Regions from separate parts of the Mus musculus genome. Here all the other regions are linked to region 1. The links are chromatin contacts, called in public HiChIP or PLAC-seq maps. All regions are on one chromosome and are shown on one strand. The core of a region is the stretch at or near the end of the contact, and the rest is flanking DNA. Distances in the headings are between cores, read along the strand shown. Region 1 has its middle 92 kb from the start of 1700067G17Rik. Region 2 overlaps Sh3bp4 (SH3-domain binding protein 4). Region 3 overlaps Sh3bp4 (SH3-domain binding protein 4).

The links. HiChIP or PLAC-seq counts read pairs in DNA pulled down with a chosen protein or histone mark.
Region 2: a contact with region 1 is called in an H3K27ac HiChIP or PLAC-seq map of embryonic stem cells, with 2.6 times the contacts expected there. The contact joins two enhancer-like sites. A contact is called at or near these places in 1 of 15 datasets of contacts at CTCF or cohesin (the NIH/3T3 cell line), 1 of 484 Hi-C or Micro-C datasets (nephron progenitors), 6 of 115 datasets of contacts at active chromatin or transcription factors (embryonic stem cells, pancreatic cancer cells and stem cell-derived neural progenitor cells) and 1 of 9 other capture datasets (embryonic stem cells).
Region 3: an H3K27ac HiChIP or PLAC-seq map of oligodendrocyte precursor cells shows a contact between it and region 1, with 4 times the contacts expected there. The contact joins two enhancer-like sites. A contact is called at or near these places in 9 of 115 datasets of contacts at active chromatin or transcription factors (astrocytes, embryonic stem cells, neural progenitor cells and 3 more) and 1 of 9 other capture datasets (embryonic stem cells).

What each region holds. Positions count from the first base shown.
Region 1 is chr1:88,922,920-88,925,619 of GRCm38.p6, reverse strand. No RefSeq gene overlaps it. Among named protein-coding and RNA genes, the nearest start is that of 1700067G17Rik, 92 kb to the left of the region's middle. Within about 2 kb of position 1,264, at least 74 of the 459 cell types and tissues checked have an H3K27ac peak or open chromatin away from gene starts, as enhancers often do. A contact at or near this core is called in embryonic stem cells, neural progenitor cells and oligodendrocyte precursor cells, where this site is marked.
Region 2 is chr1:89,108,619-89,111,318 of GRCm38.p6, reverse strand. The region is part of intron 2 of Sh3bp4 (SH3-domain binding protein 4); the gene reads right to left. Among named protein-coding and RNA genes, the nearest start is that of Gm34331, 6.4 kb to the right of the region's middle. Within about 2 kb of position 1,383, at least 143 of the 459 cell types and tissues checked have an H3K27ac peak or open chromatin away from gene starts, as enhancers often do. A contact at or near this core is called in embryonic stem cells, where this site is marked.
Region 3 is chr1:89,135,870-89,138,569 of GRCm38.p6, reverse strand. Sh3bp4 (SH3-domain binding protein 4) reads right to left here. Exons shown (of 6, transcript NM_133816.3): 3 at 767-1,011. The coding sequence starts at 884. Among named protein-coding and RNA genes, the nearest start is that of Gm34331, 34 kb to the right of the region's middle. Within about 2 kb of position 1,334, at least 24 of the 459 cell types and tissues checked have an H3K27ac peak or open chromatin away from gene starts, as enhancers often do. A contact at or near this core is called in neural progenitor cells and oligodendrocyte precursor cells, where this site is marked.

The sequences.
Region 1 (2,700 bases), core at 15-2,514:
AAATCTGTCTCCTGATCCTTCTGAGGCTGGCTCCTTCCTGTGGTTTAGATCTCAGCATAAATGGCACCTCTTCAGGGGGCCGCTTTGACCATCAGATCAAAGCTAGACATCCTAGGGCCCCCCTGTGGCACTGCCACCCTCTTGCACTTCTCCAGATGGTCTTTCTTGGGGTCTGACATTTTTCTCTTCCTTTATTTGTTTGGTTTCTGTCTTCCTGCCCCAGGTCTCTAGGGAACATCAATTCCAGGTGAGCTGGGACTTGTCTATCTCTTTCAATGTGAAGTCTCCACATAGAGAAGTTCTGGGCATGCAGTTGGCACCAGGTCCATCCTAGTCAAATGAATAAATAAATAATTAGCATCTTGTGCCCCACCCCTGTAATTCTTGAAGTGAGTGTATACACATGTATGTATGTATACATGTGTGTGTGTTTGTGTGTGTGTGAGAGAGAGAGAGAGAGAGAGAGAGAGAGAGAGAGAGAGAACACACGCTTTTGCTTTTGCAGAGGACAGTGTAGCTGGCAGAGTCTTTCGAGGCAAGGCTCTTCACCCATGGAAAGACAGGCATTTTGATTGCTGGAGGGTCGGATAAGTCTTTGTTGAGGGTGGGTCTTGAGTTGTGTGTGCAGAGTGCTGACAGCATCCTTAATTTAAGCTCTACCCATTGGGTTCTAGTAATAGCTCCTCCTCCCTCAACATAATGAGCCAATGCTGGTGGCAAAAACTACACATATTCATATCTATCCCCTCCACAGGCTCACCCAGGCCTCCCCTTCCATGGCTTACAAAGAACTTCCAAAGTGAGACTTCTATCTACCAGCCAGGGAAGAGCAGAGGTTAGGGAGGCAAAGAGCACCTAAACAAACAAACAAACAAACAAACAAACCACTTTGGGAAGTTGGTGGCCTTTGGAAGAGAACCCAAGGCTGGCTGTGTGAAAAGCCAGGTTGGACCTGGACTCCAGCACCCTTGTTCAAGGGCTTGACTTTTTAACTATGGGGGTGGGGGGTGGGGTGGGGTCGTAAAGCTTCCCAGGGCAGATGGATGGCTTGGCGGGTGACCCCAGCTGGCTCCCTGTCCCCTCCTTCCCAGTTGGAGATCCCTTCAGAGCAGAGAATTCTGGACTGAGACCAGCCTGGTGTGGACAGGGAGGGGCATGGTGTTTGGGCACTTGGCAGCCTCCACAGCCCTCTATGCAGATCCAATTAACACATTCCCCCTATTTCCCCAGCCTTTGTCTCACTAATGTTCTGTTTTCCACAAAGCCAGGCTGTGCCCTGAGCAGCTGCAACTGGCTGAGGAGTGGCTGGGGGAGGGCTGAGGGTAGGGTGGGAGGGTGGAAGGAGCCTGTGGGAAGGCAAGCAGCTGCGTGGTCTCTAGGCACATCAGCTCCTTTATCAGCCCACAGCCAGTATGTATTTGGGGTGGGTCTCTCATGGGCCCCACGCCCACACATATCCTTTTGGCTGACCTCATCTTTCCTTCTAGATTTTTCTTGGGGTGGGGGACATCAGAAGGGAGGGAAAGAGAATAATAGCAAACACAGGAGAAATTACCCGGTCCTCATGAGAGACACTTTCAGACAGTCACACCCAAGTCCTCTGAGGCCTGAGATATTTATGTCCAGTTAAAGGTCTTAGGGATTATGTATTCCTGATTTAGGGGTGCCTGTGAGAACAGAGATTTGGGGTAGGGAGGACAAAAGGAGGCTTCCTTCTAGCTTCGCTCGCCTTGAAAATATTAAAGTCACGATCTATCTAATTGATTAACTAAACAGGGAGGAGCTAAACAACAGCTCTGAGACAATCTGAAAGACATCACTCAGGATGTCTTCGTGGTAGCTGTGCTCTGTAGGGTAGGTGCTATGGGGAACTGTCTCGGCTAGAGGAGGATGGTCCTGTTGTGCACATGAGGTCCTTATATAGGGGAGCCTCTTCTAGGGCAAATTTTCTTCATAGGAATGAAGGTCAAGGAAATGTATTTGCAATGCACCAGAATAGAGGGACAGAGGTTTATGGAATCCTGAATAAAGAGTTCTATAAGAGCTGGTTTTGTGTGTCAACTTGACAACAAGATGGAGTTTCACAGAGAAAGGAGCCTCCCTTGAGGAAATGCCTCCATGAGATCCAGCTGTAAGGCATTTTCTCAATTAGTGTCAAGGGTGGGAGGACCCATTGTGCATGGTGCCATCCCTGGGCTTGTAGTCCTGAATTCTTTAAGAAAGCAAGCTGAGCAAGCCAGGGAAAGCAAGCCAGTAAGTAACACCCCACCATGGCCTCTGCATCCAAGTTCCTGCCCTGTGTGAGTTCCAGGCCTGACTCCCTTTGGTGATGAGCAGCAATGTGGAAGTGTAAGCCCTTTTCCTTCCCAACTTGCTTCTTGGTCATGATGTTTTGTGCAGGAATAGAAACCCTGACTAAGACAGGACCAAAGCAGGGATAGGGCATCTCAGCGAGTACGGCTGCTTGCAGGCTCTGCTGTCCCTGCCTGGGTCTCTCTGCTCCCAATGCAGAAAGACCTTGCCATTGGGAAGCCCAGTCTGAAGTTCATTGCCTCCAACTTACAATCTCCAGTGACAGAACTATTGTTCAGGTATTAATTCTGAGGAGGACTCTTTTGAGGCTCTGCCAGCCTATTGGCCTAGCCCTGAGATAGACTGTGTAGTTGGTAAGACTGACACTCATGCCTTCTCTATTCCCAT
Region 2 (2,700 bases), core at 134-2,633, 190 kb before region 1:
TTAATATAAACAACACTGGAATTTTTCTTCCTCTACAGCCCAACAGCTGCCCCCCCCCCCAGCCTCAAGTATGATTAGAATGTCTTCCCTGTCCCCAGGGCACACCTGCTTGAAAAGGCTGTCACATGGGCGGCCTCTTATAAACAGTAAGTAGGCTTAGGTTCCTTTCCTGTCTCCCCCCACCCCAGTCCCCCACTCCACCCCCACTGATCTTGCCCACCTTCAGCTGAAGTCCTTTACTGACTGAAGATGCACAGATTTTGTGGCTGTCTCAAGGCAGAGGTTTTGGAAGACACCAAGAACAACCTCCCGTAGCCACTGCTGGCCTCAGGCCTCCTTGATCACCTGCCAGAAACTGTGAGGTCACACCTGACCCCCAGAGAGGCCCACAGGCACCCAAGGGAGAGACTTGGCACTTGAATGTCAGATGGAGATGGTCTGAGCCGGCTGAGGGTTTCATGCTGGCCGGGCTATGGGCATTAATTACTTTGACTCTGTCTGGGAGCCACTATCTCCTGCTCTATGTCCTGATCCTAACCCACAGCTCAAGAGTGAGCCCATGACTTTGTCCCATAATGCCACACCTCCTAAGGGTCCTATCACCCCTCAGTGGTACCCCAGGCTGATAGTCAAGCCTTCAACACATGGGGCTCTAAGGGGCATTCAAGATACAAGGTACATAACACAAGCTCAAAATTTGTTAGTGACTCTCCACGATGCATAAACTGGTTTTCTAAAGAAAAAGTCGATAGGCAAGCCACCATACATTGATAGAACCCTCCTTTTAGACCATTTAATTTCTTAATTGTATATTTGACATTTAAAGACATTTACCATCCCAATATTAACTTCACCTGTTAATTTCTACTCTGTGGCTCCTTGTGGTTCTCCAAACAGGTCCGTGATGGGATCAGGGATGTGGCACATGCCCAATGACTCCTGTGGCCTCCCAGGTACAGACTAAGAAGTGAGTTAAGGTACCCTGGAGGGCACACAAACCCGGTGGAATTCTAGGCCTGGGCTTTTCTATTTCACACTAACCCCCTGAGCTAAGCCGGAATGAGGCCCTCTCAGAGGCCTATTTTCTCATCTGTAAAATGGGCAGGGAACACAGAGAGCCCTGGGGCCTAAGAAAATTCAAAAGGAGCAGGTGATCATCAAAGCTGCAGGGGACTCTGAGCCACACGCTGGTGTGGAGCTGGTGTGGACCGTAGAGGGGGATGACGTAGTGGGAGAGGACAGGACACACCGGACAGACAGAGAGCTCAGGCTCTCCATGACCTCAGGCTCCCTGCTTGTTCTTACCTGCTGGGCTGAGCTCTGAACTGTCTCAGGTTAGAGAGCACGAGTTAGACAGACTCCCTGGTAGACAGACTAGAGGGAGGGGGAGCGCATGGCTAGGTAATAAAGGTGTCGAATTTCAAGAGGAGGGTTCCTCACCTCCCCACTCCAGACTTGAGACAAAAGCCTGGTAGCCTAAAATAAAAGTCCTGGAGGCTTTGGTCTCCCTTCCCTGCTGAAGGTCCACCTCAGCAAATTCAAGGCTAGGTCAGGACAGGTCACATAACAGTTGTGGGCCCACCAACATTCATCATACCTGTCTTCAAACTAACTAACCCTAAATTAGGGGAGAGAAAACTTCAGACAGACAGACAGACAGACAGACACACACACACACACACACACACACACACACACACACACACACACACACAGCCCTAAAGAGACTGATATCCCTTTGCAGGCATAAAGACATGCGGCTTTACAGACAGAGGGCCTTTTCTCTGTGTGCCTGCTGCATGCCTGTGTTTCTAACCTCATAAAACCCTTCCTTCAACTGCTGACTCTCCCTGCTCCTGTTTGCAGTGTTTCTACAATTTCTACAATGTTACCTGTGGTGCTTAAGACTTTTCCCGCCTTTTAACGAACCTATCAAGCAAGACCCCTATCTATCTATCACAGGTACACGGGCTGGTCACACTGGCCTCAAAGATGACTTGAACACTGCCCCCATCACTTTGAGCAGCAATATGCATGGTCATAGGGCAAAAGATTTTCAACTGGAACCAACTGGGGTCAGGAGCAGGCTAAGCTTTTGCACCTTATATAGCAGGTGTTCTAAGTAAACAACAGAAATGGCAGCGCAGCACTTTGGGCATCGAAACGCTGGGCAGCTCTCTATCACAATGACCTCTGAGCCAATCAGGCTATGAATATAAACACTGAGAACATGGGACAGTTGTTTTCCTGGGACAAAAATCACAGGAACTGACCACTATGTATCACAGCCACCAAGTGTTGGGCTTTCTGAGTGCTGTGATGACTGACGGGGAGTCCCTGAACTGCACCCAAAGATATATCATCTCGGGGTAAGCACCCTTTGCCTACCTCAGCACACTGGGTTCTCAGGTAGGAGACACCAAGGCCCACTGGCTCGCCTGAGATGACAGAGTCACCCCAGGGCACCTCCTATTTCCTCTTCCCTAACATCTCGCTGGCCCTGTGCATCTGGCAGAGCGCCAGAAAAAGCAAACCACACAAATACCACCCAGGAAAGTGCTGGGGCCAAAGAGCAGTCGCACCCTTTAGTCTCCTCCAACACAGATCAGAATAGGGCCTGCTCAACCAGCCTCGACCCGAATAACCAAGAGCAGTAAGGCTGAAGAGGGAGAGCAGAAGCAGCCCCCTGCCCCATTTCCT
Region 3 (2,700 bases), core at 85-2,584, 210 kb before region 1:
CATGCCTATGCCAGGGCAGAGGAACAGGAAAGCGGTGCAAAGCCTCGGGGGCCGTGGCTTCAGTCCAGGATCACTTAGTTCTGAGTTTGCCAAGGGAGAAGGAACAGAGATAAAGTTCTGAGTGTTCAGTGTGAGAAGAAGACAAGGAGTGACTTCAGAGTGAGCAGTCAATGTTATCTGGCCCTCTTCAAGGAGGACGTGTGTGTGTGTGTGTGTGTGTGTGTGTGTGTGTGTGATCAGTAATAAACTGCTGATGCTGTAGGAAGGCTAAACACTGTAACAAGGGACCAGGATGCTACCAATACATCCCAAGGAACAAGCCACTATGTGGTGCAGCAAGGTCAAAGTAGACTTTTGGGAATCAAATGACACCTCGGGTGGGATCCAAGCATGTAGCTGAGAGGTTTGCCCAACAGCCCAATTCTGAAAGCCAGCCAGCCAGACTGCTACACTCCATAATAAGTTCCAGGTTCAGGAGGATCCTGCCTCAAACACCAAGGCCGGTGGCATCTGTGTGACATCTGGCCTCCAAGTGAACTTGCATCCACGTGTGCCCCAACCCATGTGCATTTCTGCACACATAAGTTAGTAAGAGCATGCGTGCACACACAATCTCCCTACACATCCAGAGATAAATGGCACTGTTTTCAGGGAGGAATGAATAGCAGAAAGGTTAGAGAGCTGATGGTAAAACTGGCTGCCTGTAAATCCACGAGCCATCAATATCCCCATGTCCCCCTCAGGCAGGGGTTGGCTAGGAACTTACCTTTGACATCATTAAAGCTTGTCTCTGAGAAGCCCTCGCTCAGGTCTATCAGAGTCCCCTCCGACTTGCACCGAGGGAGGCCACTGGCGTTGGCTGCCCGGATACGCTGGGCTGCCATGGTGAGCCTCTTGGGTGGGTGAGGTACTATGGTCTCATGTCTCCTCCCCTAGTTCCAGCAGGGACAGCAGCTGCTGTCTCATAAAGTCACGCTGCACGGCAGGGTCAACTTGGCAGTGTGCTTCTTCCTGAAGGGAGAGGAGAAATAATTTCCTCTGAACAAGTGAAGCATGGCTTCGAGGGTAATCTTATGGGAGGAGGGAGTCCTGTTTCTTCCAGACCATTCCAGTGAAGAGAGAGACCCAATTCATTGCTCTGGCCCAGGAGCAGAAGTGGCAAGCTGCACAGACCCTGTGCCCAGTGGGCACGTAGAGATGCTCTTCCTAGGGCACAATGGGGTCTGTGAAATGTGTCCCAGCACCTGGATGGCCATTCAGTGCAGTCAAAGAGGGCAGCCTCAGACCGTGCAGTACATTGGCACTTCCAGGACTCAGGAAGAAAACAGCCCCTGTCTGTCCAGAGTGGCGGGTCCTGTTGGAGGAGTGGCCGTGGGAGGCTTGGCACAAGGAACAGAGAGCCAGTAACACCATTTGCTCTTGAAGCCTTGCCATGGTGGCTTGGGGGTGGGGGTAGGGGTGGGAGGCTGCTCCCTGCCTATGTGTACCCCTAGTCCCCACTAGAACTGAACAGACATCATACGCACAGTCCTTGGGGGCTACCAGGTTTATGACGTGCAGCTAATGAATACATGTGAAATTGGGCACACTATCAAACTGCTATTCCTAGGCTGCTGGTGGACATAATTATGAGTACGGTTGGTTCTTAGTAGGATGAGGTAGACCAGGCTTAAAATTTGTGGCGGGGTCTTTCGTTGGCTTGGAGCAGACCCTAAACCAGGACTGACGACGGGCAAGAAATAGCAATAAGAGCTGATTTCAATGCGTGAAATTTGCAGCTTCTCTACCAGAAACCAATGCATACCGCCTCAGCCCCAAACAATGGGGCGCTCAACACTCCACCTAGAACATGGCTGAAAATGGGGCCTCTGACGCAGGTGTGGCACCCTCACACAGCTCTCTATGACAAAGTAAGCTCACCAGCCCCAGGCACTACATCCCCAGCTCAAAGGACCCATGTACAGAATGTGCAGGCTCAGCACCCACCTCCTGCTGCTGCTAACAATACAAATCCTGAATCCTATCCAGCCCATTAACTACACTTGCTGTATTTCTTAAGAAATACACACGATGGAATGATACACAACGTGAGGCAAGGTCTCAATGAATACCAATTACTACTACCAAGCATCAGAGGCCAGTCTTGGCTCCAGGGACCAGTGGGCAGAGATCCAAGAAAGGCTTCCGACTTCCCGCCCACCTTAAGATTCCAGAAGATCACAGCTTGCAAGCTCTCTATGCCAGAGACTCCGTGCCATTTACGGACACTGGGGAACTCATGACAGAGGAAAGAGGTTGGAGAGTGGGAGGGGGGGGGGGAAAGTCACTTCAGGAATGGGCTGGAGCCCATACACAGCCTGGGCTTGCCAACTTTCCAGCCGCACAAGTGTCCCCTGCGATTCTGAAGGCCGGGGTGTCTAAGGAGAGGCAGTAGACTGTGCTGCCAATACAGAAGGGAAGGTCAGGAGATGCCTACTGGCTGTGACAGCTGATGGCAGGCTTGTCCTGAGGACACTGGTGAAGCTCAGAGCTGCTCTGAGAACCCGTGAGTAAGGAGTATGTTTTGGTTCTTCATCTGCTCTAAGGACACTGGTGTTTACTACCTGTGCTTGCTTTCCTCTTGTGTCTAACAAGTCCTTCCATCAGAAATGAGCTGGTCATCTCTGCCATCCCAGTCCAGGCCACAAGACTGATTTTCTG